2 separate regions of the Macaca mulatta genome follow, and region 1 is linked to region 2. Evidence: chromatin contacts called from public Hi-C data. All regions are on one chromosome and are shown on one strand. Each heading gives the region's core, a stretch centred on a gene start, on an enhancer-like site or on the middle of the called end of the contact. The rest is flanking DNA. Distances are from core to core; before and after follow the strand shown. Region 1 holds the start of ZNF438 (zinc finger protein 438). Region 2 has its middle 240 kb from the start of ZNF438.

Region 1 (2,700 bases), core at 116-2,615, 240 kb after region 2:
CTGGAAAAACCAGCAGCAGATATACCATCAGCTCTCATTTTAGATAAGAAAAACACAGTTCCAAGTTTGGGTGACTTGTCCTTGGATGCGAAGCTAGTTAACGAATAGAACAAAAATTAGAAGCCCTGCTTTCTGATTCAAAGGCTCCTCCCACCCGGATGAAAGGATATCACACTCCTGAAACGAATTTACAGAAATGTGAACTCTCGAGCTCCTGTATAAATACACCCTGAAGTGTGCACAGTATTCTTCCCTTCAAAGTTCCTGACAAATACTAGTCCCGGAGTTTGAGAGGCATTATAGTCTAGAAACAACTAATCGATAATGTACTACCCCTTGACCAAAATATTCAAGCAGTCGGATATGATGATTGGATATTCTCATTCTTTTAATTTTTTACAGCAATCCTTAAAACTCAGTGAGTCTATGTTGTGTATAATGTGCTAGTTCCAGCATACTGAAAGCTTCCTCTGCAAAACCCAGACAACGGGGGCATTGTAATTGTCAAGAGTACCATGCTAACGATACCTGTTATTTCTTGGGATCCTCATTCTATCAAGTTTAGTGACAACAGTTCATATCACCCAACAGGCTGCAGTGTGGTATAGGATCAGATGGATGGAAGGTTGTCGGGGGTAGGCAAAATAGTGAAAAACTTCCCCGTCTACAAGATTCCTGGTCAAATGGCCAGCGGCTACCACATTCCTCAGAATAACCAAGTGTCTGTGTATACGCTTTCTCCTAGCAAATTTACACACTTGTGTTATCTCACGTGTTCCTAGTGCTGTGGGAACGACCATTAGGGAGGCCAGAGGCTGCTGTACCTCCATTTTACACAAAAAGAAAACTAAGGCAGCAAGTGGTTATCTTATAAATGTGTCCACGACGACTTGGTCACTTGCGAGATCCCAACGGCCAGGACATAGGATTCCTAGTCTCTGAGAGGAATCCTCCATCCCCGACTTCACGTGTCAAACTCCAGGGCTGAGAGGGAGAAGAGGAATCTAAGTCCCTTTATCACAGAAGAAAAAAAGGTACTCTCCATTTGGACTTTCCGCCCCTTCTAAGGCCTCGCTCCCAGGCTCGGGGACGCTCCCCGCCCCAGGGGAAAAGGTGCTAGCCCTGCCCCACGGGGCGCGGCCTCGCCTCCCGCACCCCAGATCCCTCCCGCCCAGCAGGGCGCGCTGCCACTCTGAGCAGGCACCTGTCCCTTCGTCACAATCGGCGGCTACCCAAGGAACTGACGCCCCTACAGCCACCACCACCGCCGGGGCTGCCAGCTGCCAGCGGGCCCCACAAGCCCAAGGAGCTGCAGGAATCCTCGTAAACTTACAGTTTTCCTACAGCGTGCGCGTCACGGCGGGGTGACGTCACGGGCCCAGCGTTCCGGGAGGTCAGGCCAGCCGGCGCGGGCCACTGGGCCCCCAGGCTCCGCCCTCGCCCCGCCCACGGCGCTGCGGCAGGAGACACGCCCCCGAGCTCCACGCCCCCGAGCTCCACGCCCCCGAGCTCCACGCCCCCGACCTCCACGCACCGCCCCGTCGCGGACACCGCGCGCGGGCGCAGAAGGCCTCAGAACCCGCATGCCAGTGGGCTTCTTCGGCCGGGGCGCCTGCGGCGGCCTCTCCTCTACCAAAGCCTCACTCAAAGCCCGAAGCCGGGGTTAGCGTAGGAGGAGGGGCCGAAAAAAGGGGACGGAGACCTTCAGAAATACTGTAAACAAGCTGTCGCCCTGGGGGCTGGAGTAGGACGCCTGGGTTGTGAGGTAGTTTTTCCACAGACATTGCCCGCCTTCCTCACGTGTTCGTTAAAAGTTCTCCACGTGTGGAAACAGCCATTTGCTCTCCATCAGGTGCAGGCCGTTCCTCAGCCCTGAGAAGACAGCTCTCCCAGGGGTCTTCGCTCCGCCCCGGCTCGACGCGGCTCCCGGTAGACTCCGCCCAGACCCCGCCCATCTCTTGACTCGGCCCCGCCCACGCCTGGTTAGGCCCTGCCCCCTGGGTCCCGCCCTTCCGGCTCCGGCTCGTGGCTCCCGCGGGCCCCCACCTACCCCTCCTGCCCTGGTGCCGCCTCCAGCCCAGCCCGTTCCTTGCAGATTTCAGCTTCTGCCTGGCCTGCCGGATTTCCCGTTTCGGCTGGGTGAAGCTACTCACGGGTTGCTGTTCACCTCCATTAAGTTTAACAAACGGTGATCCGGATAAACATGTTCACTTCTTCGCCAGGACAAACTTTCCAGCCCCCCCATCCAGTCATCTCACGATACCTTCCCGTGTCCACGCCCCACTCTCTGCTCCCCACTTTTTTGTTTGTTTGAGACGAGTGTTTCTGTCTCCCAGGCTGGAGTGCAGTGGCGCGATCTCGACTCATTGCACCCTCCGCCTCCCGGGTTCAAGCGATTCTCCTGCCTCAGCCTCCTGGGTAGCTGGGATTACAGGCGCGCGCCACCGCAGCCGGCTAATTTTTTTTTTTTTTTTTTTTTTTGAGACGGGGTCTCGCTTTGTTGCCCAGGCTGGAGCGCAGTGGCGCGATCTTGGCTCAGTGCCAGCTCCGTCTCCCGGGTTCACTCCATTCACCTGCCCCAGCCTCCTGAGTAGCTGAGACTACAGGCGCCCGCCACCACACCCGGCTCATTTTTTGTTTTTTTAGTAAAGACAGGGTTTCACCGTGTTAGCCAGGATGGTCTCCATTTCTTGACCTCGT
Region 2 (2,700 bases), core at 43-2,542:
TCCCATGAAACTGTCTTGGACACTGCAGTCAGAATTAACAACCGCTGCCATTTAGTGAGCATGTGGCACATACCAGGCATGGTGCTAAGCACACCTATACCAGGATCCCAGACTCAGACTGGGTAACTGCGCCATGCTAACAGCTCTGTGGTGGAGCTACAGATGCTTAACCTGTCCTATAGCAGGGCATCTGTCTTTCCAGCTAGTTTATATCCAGCAGGGTCTCCTACTCTAAACTCTTTTCTAGTAGGTGGGGCATGGTGGTGCGCACCGGTAATCCCAGAGACTCAGGAGGCTGAGGTGGGAGGATCTCTTGAAGCCAGGAGCTCAAGACCAGCCTGGGCAACACAGTGTGACCCTCATCTCTAAAATAATTTTTTTAAAAAATTAGCCAGGTATGGTGGCATGTAGCTGTAGTCCCCGCTATTTGGGAGGCTGAGGTGGGGAGGACTGCTCGAGCCCAGATGTGGAAGCCTGCAGCAAGCTATGATGGCACCACTACACTCCAGCCTGGGTGACAGAGTGAGACTTCATCTCTAAAAATAATAATAATGATGGTAAGCTCCTTTCTGCTGGAAACCATGTCTGGCCTATATCAGAACTCTCAAGTACGGACCATGGGGGCTTTGTCTGCAGCACTGCTCATGCAGCACAGGAATTCCCAGGAGCTTTTGGAGCCACACCCAAACTCCAGAAAGGGCTGCCCTTTCCAGAGCTCTGCCCTGGCATTCTAGTGCTGGGTGGGAGGGAGCCCTCAGCCCTCCTGCGGCGCGGTAGTGAGGTGGGTTTCTGAGCAGCAATCCTAACGTCATCTTTCTCATGAATCCCTGTTTCTGCCCTGCTTTGAGAAGGACAGGTTGAAATGCCATCGCCCATCGCTGGGGGCCACAGCCTTCACCTCTGCCCTGAGGAAAAATGCTCCTTCCCAGGGGGCTACTAACATGGACTATTTGCCTGGTAGAACCAGGGACCCCGGGGTCCTGATGTCAGGGATCTGCCGGCCCTATCCCCTCCAACCTGCGGAGTGAAATAAATCTGCAGCCCTCCTCTGCTTCCCAGGCACTGAGGCATCTTCTGCAAAAATAACATTTTCTTCTCTTTCCAGAGCTACAGGCGCATGAACCGAAAGGAGGGCCAAGGCCCACTGGCCCCCAATCCCACTGGGAAGCTCGCCTGCAGGATCCAGAGTGCCTCGGCACCATCCTCCCCGGAAGAAAGCTCCCTTGTTCCAGGCACACAAAGGATGGGCGCTGGGCAGGCGACAGGCCATGAATGCTAATGGCCCAGGCGCTTGCAGGCTCCAGCTCTGCCTGGCGGGAAGGCCAGCCTAGTGCCTCTGCCACTCTTCACCCTGAGCCAGCCCTGGCCTGGGGCTGCAATGCAAGCGGCAGCTCCCTTTCCTGGGGACCCCATTTCTCTGCAGTGAGGTGGCCCTGTCCCAGGCCAGAGGCGTGGAGCCCTCCCGTGCCTATCACGTGGGAGTGCCTGGGAACCCAGGCGAGCATCTGTTGCAGGCTGCATAAACGTCTAAACATCCGTGCAAACTTGGACCAACAGGTCCTGCCGAAATGTGCTAACCATCTGCTTTTCCTTAGCTGTTTTTGAGCAAATTATGTTTATTATGTTAATTTATTTTACTGTCAACAACACAGAATGACACAGTTGCTGCTAAATATCATTATATATCTCAGCCTGGCATATCACCAGCAGGGCTTTTTTATTTTTTATTTATTTATTGTTTGTATATACAACAAGAATAAATACGTATTGAAATGTCGATCTATTTAAAATGGAGTCCGGGATGGTAAAGTCATCTGTACCGAAGGCCCTGGTTGCTCACCCTTCCAGGGAAGGCTTTTGCTAGGAGAGGCACCACAGCAGCTATCTGGGTGGGGGCCCAGGCCTGCAGCCCGCCCAGGTCCCTCTAGACAGTTCCATGTTTGGCCAGGAACATGGGGTTTCTCAGAAGTTTGTCGGGTTAGGAAAGAGAGGGAGAGAGAGAGAGAAAGAGAGAGAGAGAGAGGCTCCCAGGCGCCTGTTTTCTTCCCCAAACGTCCTCCTCCCTTAAAAAATCCTCCCATTTTCCAGATGGCCAAGCCTTGGGGACCCAGAGGAGCTGGGCAGAGAGAGGGTGTGCCCTAGTGACTCACTGGGAACCACCCTGAAACCCAAACAGCTGGCCAGGGGTTGCAGCTTATGATAATTACGTTTTTGATCATTTTCCCCCCTCAGAGACCAATATAACTCCACATTTCCAGAGAAAGAGAGAGGAGAAAAAATAAGGGCTGCTGAGCGGGAGGGAGAGAACCTGACAAGGAGAAGATCCTTCTGGAAATGTACTGAATCATTGTGCAGGGCGTGAAGGTACTGCTCTCCACAACTTCCTTAATGCTCAGCTAGTGGCCAAGCTAAGGAAGCTCAAAGTAGCACCATGCAGACTCAAATAGTTCATCAATTAGGTAATAAGCAACAGAAGGTAAGTGCAGTTTCCTGGGAGGAAACCAGGGCCTCAGACAGAGACCAGAGTGCCTGCAGAAGGGAACAGACTTTCATTCTGCTCACAGGCCCGACTGAGATCTCATCTGCACATCCCAACTGGGGGGACACAGGAGAGGCTGGTGTGGGCTTCCCTGCATGGTGGAGGGGAAATTTGCCTGAAGACCCCTCGGAAGCTGAGAAAAATCCCTAGGCGGCGTTTTC

Evidence for each region. Hi-C and Micro-C count contacts between places; a contact is called where the count stands out from the background.
Region 1: a Hi-C map of fetal cortex germinal zone shows a contact between it and region 2, with 2.9 times the contacts expected there. The contact joins the promoter of ZNF438 here to the enhancer-like site in region 2. A contact is called at or near these places in 4 of 14 Hi-C or Micro-C datasets (fetal cortex germinal zone, fetal cortical plate, fibroblasts and 1 more).

Annotation. Positions count from the first base shown.
Region 1 is chr9:32,424,790-32,427,489 of T2T-MMU8v2.0, forward strand. It overlaps ZNF438 (zinc finger protein 438), which reads right to left and starts at 1,366. Exons shown (of 6, transcript XM_077946170.1): 1 at 1,334-1,366. It also overlaps the pseudogene LOC144331422.
Region 2 is chr9:32,181,354-32,184,053 of T2T-MMU8v2.0, forward strand. No RefSeq gene overlaps it. Among named protein-coding and RNA genes, the nearest start is that of ZNF438, 240 kb to the right of the region's middle. Within about 2 kb of position 1,293, at least 12 of the 40 cell types and tissues checked have an H3K27ac peak or open chromatin away from gene starts, as enhancers often do. A contact at or near this core is called in fetal cortex germinal zone, where this site is marked.